Regions from separate parts of the Gossypium hirsutum genome. Here region 2 is linked to region 1. The links are chromatin contacts, called in public Hi-C maps. All regions are on one chromosome and are shown on one strand. The core of a region is the stretch at or near the end of the contact, and the rest is flanking DNA. Distances in the headings are between cores, read along the strand shown. Region 1 holds the start of LOC107950745 (ethylene-responsive transcription factor CRF1). Region 2 holds the start of LOC107950750 (COP1-interactive protein 1).

Evidence for each region. A called contact is a pair of places that touch in the nucleus more often than the background predicts.
Region 2: a contact with region 1 is called in a Hi-C map of leaf, with 2.5 times the contacts expected there. The contact joins the promoter of LOC107950750 here to the promoter of LOC107950745 in region 1. A contact is called at or near these places in 6 of 34 Hi-C or Micro-C datasets (anther, leaf and seedling).

The regions. Positions count from the first base shown.
Region 1 is chrD03:33,378,955-33,385,325 of Gossypium_hirsutum_v2.1, forward strand. It overlaps LOC107950745 (ethylene-responsive transcription factor CRF1), which reads left to right and starts at 2,797. Exons shown (of 1, transcript XM_016885698.2): 1 at 2,797-4,713. The coding sequence starts at 3,402. The coding sequence ends at 4,385.
Region 2 is chrD03:33,523,104-33,529,474 of Gossypium_hirsutum_v2.1, forward strand. It overlaps LOC107950750 (COP1-interactive protein 1), which reads left to right and starts at 4,095. Exons shown (of 4, transcript XM_016885702.2): 1 at 4,095-4,281; 2 at 4,764-4,821; 3 at 6,131-6,302. The coding sequence starts at 6,209. It overlaps LOC107950749 (COP1-interactive protein 1), which reads left to right. Exons shown (of 3, transcript XM_016885701.2): 2 at 784-965; 3 at 1,645-3,439. The coding sequence starts at 938. The coding sequence ends at 3,272.

The sequences.
Region 1 (6,371 bases), core at 1,547-4,046:
TCACATACATTCCATTCATGCTCATACAATCATACTTCATGATCAAAATACTTATCACATACTTAACTTGTCAGATTCAATGTAGACTACACATGCAAGACCCAGCAAAAATTCATATTATACTTTTCTGAAGTCGGTTTCATAGTTTATTCGATTTCTACAAAAATATCTAGCATAAACAATATACATGCAGGAGTTAGTTTAAGGAGTCACCTGACAACCATGAGCAGCAACTTGAACTCTAAACCCAACAAGGAATTGTAGCAACCACTGCTTATAAATCAGAAGAACACTATTAAAACTCATTCGTGACTTTTACCATCATCACAAACCCAAATAAGCCTTATACTAAGCATTAATTCTTTATCTTACTGTTCATGCATTCTTACAGACCTACTCTTCCATAGCATAACATGTAGAGTCATAAAACTTCCTTTAACATGGAGCAATCACTTATAAAATTCAGAATCTCAACTTCAGCTTAGAGAAATACCTTCGGTTCCTTAAGCCTCAGATAACCTTGTCTTAGAAGAAAGAAGAAGAAAACTCCCCTTTCCTAAATTTGAATATCTATTATTATAATATAAGTTCTTATTGGAACTTGATAAATGTCACATCATTAATGAATTGTCTTATCAAAAGTCTACAACTTCCGAGAAACCTAATTGAGTATTCTTTTAACTATTCTGGTTCACATTCAATTTGTTCCTAACCAGCTTACCTAGCAACTTAACTTCCATAATGCCACAATTAAATGGTGTACTATCCCTGAATTGAACTCATATTCTTGGTATCAATTTTACTTGGTCGCTAATCTTATTCTAACTATCATAGCCACTTGACAAGGAATCTTTATTAACTTAACCACAAAACTATACACGCCCGCTCTATACGCTGAAAGATGCACTCGGACGGAGCCTACTCCACCAATCATACTACCTTAGAGCTATGCGCCAAACCTTGTATCCGCCAGAACCGGGATGTTACAAGAGTTGTACATGGGTCGGGTTCAGGTTGGGCCCTAACAAAATTTTAGCCCGAGCTAGTCCAAAAAAATGGGCCTAAATTTTTGTCCAAGTCTGGTCCGAATAAAAATGCTAAAATCCGGGCTTGACCATCTATATTAATTTTTTAAATTTAATTTTTATATAAAAATTAAAAAATATAATACACCAAATACACTAAAAATATTAAAATAAATGTTTCGTAACAAATTGAAAATAAATTTAAAAAAATATTTATACTTAAATAACACTAAGATAAATGCAACTTAACAAGCAAATGTCTCTAAAATAGTAGTAAAATTAACGATAAAACTAGTGTTATATAATATTCAAACATTAACAACACAATAATAGTAACATAATAGTGAAATGGTGGCAAAAAGTGGGAAAATAGCAGCAAAACAGTTGGCGGTTTTTAATTGTAAATTCGGTCTGAGGCTGGGCAAAAAACGTTACCTGAGGCTTGACCCATTTTCTAAGCAGGCCTTTTTTTTGCCCTAGCCTATTTTTCGAGCTTATATTTTTACCCAGAACCTCTTATTTTTCGAGTAGATCAAGCTAGGTGTCCGACCCATGAACAACTCTAGCACCTACCACCAATAGGAGGGGAGAGAGAGAGAGAGAGAGAGAGAGAGAGAGCAGCAAGTAACATAAGGTTAGGCAACATCATTGCACCTTCGACATGTACACCTTGAGTATGGAATGCCATGTCGGATGTCGCAGTCAGGCTCTAAACAAAGTGTCAAAAGCCACCATGAACCCTAACATGAAAAACGAAGAAAACCTAAGGACGCCGGTATTAATCTAGCTATTAGATTCATAGAGCTTTAGAGTTGACATCGATAGAGACAGTCGAAAAAGAAACCTAACAATCATAAAAGGAAACAAGGGGCCAAATTAGAAGAAAAAAAAAAGAAGAAGAGAAAAATCTTGAAGAATACTGTTTGAAATTTGATGGATAATTAGTATTCAGACATTTGAATGTTTTATAATATTTTTTTCCCTCGAGTGAAAAATTATCTTGAAAAATGGCATAAAATATCTTCAACACTTAATTGCTTATTTGAAAATTCAAAAAATGTGTGTAGTTAGGCATGCTACTTCCTTTTCATCTATTCAAAGAAACGTATATTTCATACATCAATTATGGCTTCAATAGGTACTTCCATCAAATTTCATTACAATACAAATTTTCAATTAATTTTTGGAAAAATCAATTTGAAGAACACAATTATTCTTTAAGTAGATTTCGAAATAATTATTTTTATACAAAGTGTTTAGAATTATTTATAATCCTTTTAAATAGGAGAATAAAAGTGGTTGACCGCATTTGAACTCTTATTCTCTTATATTAATAATAATATCAATACTAACTGAGCTAAGACTATTAAAGATGAATTTGAAGAAGTTAATAAAAGCGGTATTACAATTGAAACGTGAACGGCCAGTTTGGAATACAAAATTTAATAGCTAATGATGATTAAGTTAAGACGTAACCATTATTATGACTGGTCATTGTTGTTATTCGTAGTGTTTTCATTAACCTTTGGGAGAAATAATTACAAAAATTTTCATCAATATCAACAAACTGGATTACACCATACATATCTGTCTAAACACTAATAGTTGAGAAATAATCCAAACCCGAAAATCAAACAAAACGGCAAATGAACCCACGATTATTATATAATTGTCTGCAAAAAATTCTCTTTTGTTTAACTTATATAATCAAAATGAGTTACCTTCAATTAAAAAACCCAACTTGATTAGTGGAATATATATAGAGACAAGTTGAATACTCTGTTTTCATATTTCAGCTCTGCTTCACTCTTCTTTCTTATCAAATTTTCTGGTCCCTCTCCATAACATTTCTTCTTTCTTTTTACTTTTCTGGACCAAGTATCCTCAAAAATCAAGTTGGGTTCTTTATTTCTTTTAAGACTTAGATTCCAAAGTTACCAAAAAATAGCTAATTTATGCTCTTAGTTAAGTGACTGTGAACAGCACTGTTCTTTTTTTTTTCTGAGAGAGATATTTATTCTCTATCTCTTTTTCCACAAAAGCCATTTGCTTGCGTTTGCTATCCCCTTTTTTTTTTAAGCTCTGCAACTTTTTTGCTTACAAAAATTTCGTCTTTTTTGGCTCACTCTTGGTTTTCTCGTCGTTTGATGAACTTTTTGATGAAGAGATTAATGGTGGATTTCTCTTCGTTTCAAGCTTCTCTTTAACGTGGTTGTTCTTTCTTTCTTTCTTTTAGTTCTTCAGCTTTCCCTTTATTCTCCTCGTGTCTCGACTCTCAAAGCTCAAAGGAATCTCTTTCCTTTTGATCTTCCTTTTTATCTCACTTCATACTCTTACTTAACACCACAAAAAAAAAACCAGAAAAACCCAGAAAAAATGGATCCTTGTTCAGTTTCTTTAATCAAATACACTGAGCATCGCAATGAAACTAAGCTCCTTTCGCCATTGGTAAATGGAAGAGTCGAGAATAAGCCAGAAATGAAGCCTCGAATTGTACGAATTTCAGTTACTGATGCTGATGCTACTGATTCTTCTAGCGACGATGAAGAAGAAACACGAATGATACGACGTCGTTCGAGGAACAGAGTCAAGAAGTTCGTCAACGAGATTACCATTGAGTCAACAAATCCCACAGAGTCGAGGTGTGTTCGAAAAAAGCCGGCGGCGGAGAAGTTAAAAGTTAAAGCGGCGGCGAAAGTACCGGCGGGGAAGAAGTTTAGAGGGGTAAGGCAACGACCTTGGGGAAAATGGGCAGCGGAGATAAGAGATCCGTTAAGACGTGTGCGGTTATGGTTAGGTACCTATAACACCGCCGAAGAAGCAGCAATGGTTTACGACAAAGCGGCTATTCAGCTACGTGGACAGGACGCGCTCACCAACTTTACAACTCCTCCGATGAAAGACGAAAACATCAGCCAAAAACAGTTATCCAGCTCCGATTACAACTCCGGCGAAGAATCACACAACAGTTACCTTTGCTCTCCGACTTCCGTTCTCCGTTGCCCTTCGCTTTCCATCGACGAAGTCGATTCTCAAAGCTTCGAAAAATCGCGCGAAACCAGAAACCGACCTCGAGACGTCCCCGACGATTCTTGCTGCATATCGGGAGAAAACTTATCGGATTTCTCCGAACATTCATCCTTGTTCCCCGGCGACATATTCAGTTCGGTGCCGAGTTTGTTCGACGATCATACAAGTTTACACGAAGGGTTTTTGAAAGATGATTTTGGTTACTGGTATTTGAGTTCGGGTGGGGATTTCGAATTCGGGTTTGGTACCTTCTCGAGCTGGCCACATGTAGATGATCATTTCCAAGACATCGGGGATTTGTTCGGGTCGGATCCTCCGTTAGCCTTTTGACAGTGTTTTTTTTTATTGTTCTTTTCCTTCTTTACCCCTCGTGTAATGCCGGTTTTACGGTAAGTTTTGTATCGGCGGGAACTGAAAATACCGTGTGTGTTTTTTAATTTATTTTATTTCTCAGATAATTTTTATGTTTTTTATTAATTGCTAATGAGAGTAATTAAACATCTCCGTCACAGTAACGGTGACGGACTAGTTAGGCTACGTGTTTCCTTGTCTGAGAGGGCTGTCATTTATGTTTTTTCGTTGTTCTTGTTGTTTTTACGAAGGCACATGTTGCTGCACGTGAGTGGAACATATTGGAAGGTTTTTTCTTTTTGGGTAATACTACAATAAATGTTCTAGAACTTAAATTCTTAATGAACTGAAGGTCACACGTGATGTGTAACGGGTCAAATATGTTTTACTTTAAAAAGTTATTACACTATTAAATATTTTAATTTAAACGAAAACTCAGATTTTAGAATATGAGTGAATGAAAAATGTAGTACTAAAATTATATTTATAAAAAAAATAACCAATAGTTGAATTAAAAGGTAAGACAAATAAAGTGATTATAAATAAATCGAGATTTAGTTTTTAGTTGTTTTATTTAAATATTTCATATAAAAATAGTAAAAGATAAATATATTATTTTATTAAAAATGGATTTTGAGCATTCTTCTAATTGAGTTGGTGTCAACTTGACTTATAACACAAATTCAGTTAAACACGTTATATATAGTATAGATGTGGTGGATGTATCAATTTGATGTATTAACTGAGTAAACATGATTAAGAAGAAAATTAGTGTTGCAATCCTATAGTACAACCTAGTGAGTTAACTAGATTATTGATTTAGGAAACTAATTAAGATTTTAGGTTCAAATTTTATTATGTGTATATTTTTTTAGCTTTTATATGAAAAATAAAATAAAATAAAATAAAGAAGACAAAATCACCCTCATAGTAATATTTATTACTTTGTAGAAAGAATGAACTTTTGATAATTTTTCAACTAAACTGGAATTGATTAATGGGTGACATCAACTCAATTGAACATGTAAAAGATAATATATATTCAAGGATAATTAGGTAATTTCCTTCCTATTGCACCCTATACTTATCCCATGCGATAATAAGTAAAATGTTAAAATATATTTCAAGTCTTTGTACATTTCATATATTTGGAATTTAATCTCTCTATTTTTACTTCCAAGAATCTAGTCTCTATATTTTTTAGAATTCAAAATTCATATTCAATTACTAATGCCTTAAAAAAATTCTATTAAATTCATTGATATCACATTTGAAAATAGTAAAATACTCAACCCATAGCCATGTACCAAACATGGCGTTACAATAAACCTAAATTTAACATAAGAATTTTAATAGTGTTAATAATATGATTTGCATTTTTAAATTCAAAAAGTAAATGAACTACATTCTTTAAAATAAAATTAGGGGGCTAACTTCTAAATATAGAAGGAGTACAAGAGCTTGAAACATATTTTAACCAAAGTAAAAACCTAACAAGTCACTAGTAGGTTTGAGACTCTATATTCAAGTCCCACATCATGTGTAAATTATTTACAGGTGTTTAGTCTGATTTTTTATTTGAATTCATTTTAAATATATTCCAATTATAGATCTAAATTGTATATTATATTGATTAATTCTGATTATTTGTACTCAAACTAAAAACAAATAGAAACGTAAGAAAATTTACCTTAGGAGAAAACGTAGTTTTTTTTTTTTTATTCTTTTACCTTTCCAAAGTGAAAATCAATAATGGGATGATACATTGATGTTAGCTTTCACTCTTCTAATATAAATGTGTATGTTTAGTAATACTAAGAAAGTACACTGAAAAACATCAAATATGCCTTTGAACAGACCAAACGCTAGCACTACCATTGATATTGCCCAAAGAACGTAACCTTTTTTAATGTCATTTCTAGTTTCCAAGAACAAATGAAACTTGGACAAGATATGGTGAAGCTT
Region 2 (6,371 bases), core at 2,845-5,344, 150 kb after region 1:
AGCTGGTATATTTTCTCCTTGTAGTAAGACAATGTGTTTGAATTTCAGAACTGAATTGGTGAAGAAACGGGTGGGGGTTGTTGTTGCCTTTGAAGATGACGTATCAAACCTTGGCCACCATTTATCCATTACCCAATCTTTGGAAATCCTGATTTATCAATGGACCACCATTCTTTTTTGGTGGGTCTTATTGTCAAAATCAACTATTATGTAGAATAATCGTTACATGTTACTCATTATCCGATAATGAGTGTCGGATACAAATATAATGTGCGGTACCGTGTTGAAGGCAATTAAGGGTTTGTCTTTTTAGCTTTTTGTTGCACTATTTGATCTGATTATGTATCAAAATCAACGATATTTCCGGCCCATAACAATCTCCTATTAGGAATTTTGACTAGGTTGTGTTCTAATTAATGAATTCATAATGCAGATATGTCAAGAATGCACATGGAAGGATTTGACAGGCATGTCTTATTACTTGTTTCCAAGGTCAAAATTTTGCCAGACTTTGAATTTTAAAGAGTTTGGTTAAATGCCTGGTGAACCGTTCTTGTGTAAAAGATGAATTAGCTTACTTCTTTTATGACTTTGCTTATGATGAAATGCACATTTTTGGTATTGGCTAGGGAGGAATAAAACTAAGGATAAAGTGTAAACCATCTAAAAAAATAGTGAATGCACAAGCTGTTTTTGAGGATATGCTTGATTTAGGACTTTGTTATGTTTGAATGTGTCAATGTGAAAAATAATTTACTAATGCTATGTCACCTTTATTTTCAGATATTTAGCTTGATGTGTTTGAGATGGAGCATGCATTTTTTGGCTTGGGGATCCATTCTTTAAGTTCGCAGCAAATTTCATATTGGAGAAGAAGCAAAAAAGCCAGACAACGACCTCTAAGGGTTGTTATCCTGATACACAAAAGTTCAGAACAATGGAGCAAGTGGAAGTGATTAAGCCAGGTTTGTAAAAGCTGATGAAAACCCGAAAATATGCACACATTGTTTGGCTGAAAAACCAAATTTTGCACCCTCGGTAATATACCCCCGTGTTACCTTCCTTTTATCATCCTCTTACATTATTTTTGTAGATTCAAAGATAACATGAGATAAGGATTCAGCAGTCGAGACTTCTATATCCATTTCATGCCAATATAGGCACATTTTCTTTTTGTTCCTCAATGTAAATCTTAATGGATGCATGTCTGCAAAGTTATGTGCATTTTTGGCTAAAGATTAGGCACTAGTCAGTGAAAAGTTAAAATCCCTTTGTCATCCTCAAGTAGTTGTATTGAAACTGTAGTGTTGCATTCACCATTTTTATGTTTCCTCAAAATCGAGGTTTGGGAATCTGCTTATAACCTTTGCCCTCTAGAGAAAAACTTGACAGTGCCTTGTAGTATTATCCTGTTTCTAGTATCGTACGAGTTATGACTGTCAGCTTATTAGTAATTCTTTGTCATTGTTTAATGTCAATTGCTTTTGTCAAGTCTCCTGATTTGCGTTCGTTGTTGTATTGATTCCGTGCTGTAAGATCTCAGGTGCTTTTGACTAAGATAATGTAAGAGTTTTAACATTTTCTTCCATACATATTTCATTTGATGTTGATGTATCAGATTCAGAATTTCCCTGTTTTTCACAGATGTTGAAAAGAGAGTAGAAAGAATCTTGAAGCTCATCAAGAGGAAAAGCAGGAAAAGGGAGCTAGAACTTATTGGGCATGTTGAGGAGTTTTACAGACAGTACCAGTCACTCTCTGCGCAATATGAACATCTTAAACGAGAGTCCGTAGAGAAAGTTCTCAAAGGAAAAGGAAAAGGAAACGAAAGTCATCCCTATTATTCATCTGGCTCAGACTCAGAATATTACTCCCCTACGGATAGAGAAAATGACACTGACACAACATTTGATAATGATAGAAGATTCCATAGATGGATGGCAGATAACATCAAGGAAGAACTTAATCGTGCATATGAAGAAGATGCTGACTTGAAGCACCAATTGGCCTCTAAGACCGAAGAGAGCGAAGCTTTAGCTTCAGGTCATCTGTCTGCTTCAAGTAAAACAGAAGAAATAGAAACCATCAACAAAGATGAGCCTAAAAGAGATTCTGAAGTTGGGATTGATGGTAAGACAGCTGAAACTAAACAGCAAGGAGAGACAAATACCGCAATGTATGTGCCGGTTTGGGAGGAAGGAGATGAAGTAACTAAACTCATGAAGCAACTCAAAGAAAATGAAAAGAACCTAACATCTAGAATCAACAATTCAATGGCACAGGTCTGCAATCTGAAAAAGGAAGTGGACTATTTACGTGCCCAACAATGTGAAGCCAGAGGAAATGTAATGAAGCCGGAATTAGAGGTTCAAGTGAAAACTCTGAAAGAGGAAAACCAAGGCTTACAGGTGCAGGTGATCGACTTGGAATCGGAGGTTGATGCTCTACGCAAACAGAAAATTACATCCAAAGATGAATTGAGGAGTAATGTTCATGAAATCAATCGATTGAAAGAGGAAAATGCTCACCTGAATTCAAGAATTCTAGGACTGGAAGCACTATTTAGAGAGAGGAGACTTGAGGACTGCCAAACTAAAAGGGAAAAACAAACAACTCAGATGAGTACAGAGGTTAAGTTGGATCATGTGACGGAGAAAAACCAAGTGGAGTTACAGATTGCAGACCAACAGAGAATGATGAAAGAAATAGAAGAACATACTAGGAAAACCATGGAACGTAACCCAAAGCTTATCAAACAATTATCTGCAGGAAACAAGTTAAATTACATAGAAAGAAAGATGGGGAATTTAGCACAAGAATTCTACCAGAAACTCAATGATAACATCCGTCTTCTGTGCTTAAGGATCGCGGTTGCTGAAAAAACACATTACGAAAACAAAGAGAATTACAAGAACATAAAAGAAAGTTTAGAGCAAGAAAACAAAGAACTGAAACAAAAGCTTGTTACTTGTGAAACTGAGTTGACGAAGCTGATAGATAATGCAGAAAAGAAAAGGGAAAATGACAAGGTATCGAATTCAGAAGAAGGACAAAAGTTGAAGCTATTGAAAGCTGTGAGTGTGCTTGAGAAAAAAGTGGGAGAATTGGAGAAGATTAATAAAGAAAAAGATGCGACATTGTTGAGTCGAGAAGAAGAAAAGAGGGAAGCCATAAGGCAGCTTTGTTTGTTGATTGATTATCATCGTACCAACTGTGATTATCTCAAGGAATTGGTCTCAAAGTTGACTGTTAGAATCAAGACAAAGATATGAACTTTTTAAAATTTAAGATTTTTTCTTCTTCTTTTCAAATGTTTAAATTCATTCTTTTTTAGAGGAAAGTAACACTGTCTGAACTGTCACCAGTACATTGTTTCCATCTAATAAGTCTATTTACTTTATTCATTAATTTTTGTAAAAAAAAAAGAAGAAAATTCTTACATTCTTATCTAGTTTTATTCTTATTCATCGATTTTTATATTTGGTCAATTGAATATTTTTAGGGTGGTGTTTGACAAGAAGAATAGTTAACAGTTATAGGTAACTTTTCCTTTTTAACTTATTGTAAAATTTCTTATTTTATTCACCAAAAAGAAAAAACACTAATGTAATTTAAATAATGTATTAAAAATATGGTAATTATTTTATCCATGGTCTGCGGCCATCAAAATTGGAATATATTTTTTATATATTCAATTTTTAATTTTTTTATTATATTCTATATTCATCTTATTTTATTGGTGAATTTTCTTTAAAAATAGTTAATAAAATTATAAATTATGGTATTAATTATGATAAATGCTTCTGGGTCAAAAGAAATTATTACTATAAGTAATATAATTAATAAAATCCTTATTTTTGCGGTAACTATCAGTCAACGACATTCAAATAAATGCGAAAATTGAAAACACCAAAAAGCACGGGAAAATTTTAATTATTTCTTTCCGATTAAAAGGAATCAAATCATCTCGCGTTTTCTTCTGACGAGAAATTGAAGGGAATAGAAGGGTATAACTGCAATAAATAATAAATGGAAGGGTAAGTTAATTAATTATTATTAAAAGAATTTCCAAAGATTCAATCTAAAGCTACAAACTGGCTCAGGAAAGTGCACTCTCTAAATCTAATACAAACAAATTCATTTTCTCCATTTATTCCTTTTCACTGCTAATTTTTTTTCTCAATTCAGAGGGAAAAAAAAAAAAACAACCCACAGCCTCTCTTTTCTCAGATTTTTTTCTGGTTCTTCTTCGTAATCAAGCCTTATAGCTCTGCTTCAGAGGTAATCTTTGATTATCAAATGATTTTTCACCACTGTAGTTTCTGTTTCGATTACATAAACTCTAGTTTTTATCGAAATCTTTGATCTTTAGTAGTTCAATTTTAGTTATCTGTGTTTTTTTTCATGATTTTTGTAAAATAAATTAAGCTTTCATCCATTCGTTTTCTTAAACATAAATCTAACTTAGGATTCTCTTTTCCTCGTTGAAAATTTTCTTGTATTAGTGTATATAGATTCCCAAAAATCCACGTGGTTTTGATTTTTTTAAGAAATAGAATTGAAAATGATTTGAGATCATGAATTTGAATTCAAGTAAATGAAGTTCTTCTTCTTCCTCACTTTTTTCTTTTTGCCTTTTTCAAAAATCTTCCAGATTTTTCTACTTTTTGAACTTTTTGCTTACATCATCTTAGATTCGATTATTAATGTTAAATTCATTCTCTTTAGATTTGAACTAAAAAAATATCTATTTGCTTCTGTAGAAACTTATCAAAGCTTCATAAGCAAGACTGAGAGAACAAGGTGAAGAGGAAGAATCAGGTGAATAATACTGTTTATTTTTTAACGAGTTTTTTTTTTTTGTTACAGTTACAGTTTATTACCTTTTTAAATTTTAGCAATAGTATTTCCTCTTTTTCATATTATACTATAAAAGGTTTTTGAGTAATTGAGTGATAAATTGACTGGGAATTACCGTATGTTTCGAAAAAAAAAAGAAGAACAGCTGACCTTTTCTTTTTCCAAATCAATTTATCAAATTTACGAATGGGTGATACTGATGATAAGATATCCATTCGGTTACGACGACGACGTTTTTGTTTCTTGTAATAATATAATTAAAATCATTAGTCTTGTTTATTAGCATGCTTAAAAATTAGAAAATTCTTTTTTGTTGGTTTTAGATTGTCATTTTGAGCTTGATTACCCCAAACAAAAACAAAAACAAAAAGAGCTTGGATTTGATATTTCAATTGTTTCTTTCTGCTTGGAAGTTTTTATGTGTTAGGATAGTTGATTTCATTGGTTGTCTGTGGTAAGGGAGTAACGATTATAGTGATAGACATGATAGGATTACGCAATATAAATAAATTAAATTAAACAAGACATAATGGATTTATATTTGATGCAGTGACACATCATCTAAAAATGAATATAAGTGGATTTATTTTTAAAAATTTTAGATGATGTGCAAATATGTGATTCATTGACAATACATAAAATTATATACCGTTGCATCAAATCTTAATTCTATATAAATTTCATTCAAGCAGACAATTTCGAAATTTGTATTATATGAATTATCGACTATCAAATTCATATGTCAAGTATCACACGATTAAACATGAGGACAGGACAATTCAACAGTAGTAAACCATTTTCGGCCCATGTATGGTACTGGTTCTTGGACCATTATACCTTACATTCTATAACTTTGTAGGAGAGGTTTGTGAATTAGCATTTATTGAAAACTTAATGTTCACTTGCTTAGTAGGTGAAAAAGATAGAAAAGGTAGGCATTAATGATTTGAGATCATGGAAACAAAATATTGGTGGATTTTGTTGTTGATCTTTCAGGATTGTTCGGAATTAACCCTGTTTACAATGCAATACTTTGGGATTTAGTAATTTTAACCCTGTTTATTAAAGAACATGCTGTATAGAATATGACGGACTGACTCGAGACTCTTTGAGTATTAAAGGAGGGTCTACTGTTTAAATCTTGAGAATTGTTGTTTTGACTATTTGTTTTTTCTTGAAACATTGTGTTCAACATTCGTATCTGAGTGTAAGTAAATGGATATGGCATGAGAAAACTTAGAGCGTCATTAACCTTTATCCTGCTTGTCAGATTTTATGCTCAAGATGGAGATTTGCCTTGTCTTAACGCACACTTGCTGAGCAAAATTTGTTGGGTAATCTAACTAAGATGAGAAAGCATCGTTTTAGGGAGTCTATGAAGTCCTTCTTTGGGCATCATGTTGATCCAGAAAAGGATGAACTGCTTAAAGGAAGTAAAATAGGTAATTGTTCTACATTTTAATGTCTTTTTTTTTGGATGTTCTGAAATGCTACCGCTCTCAATTTAACAG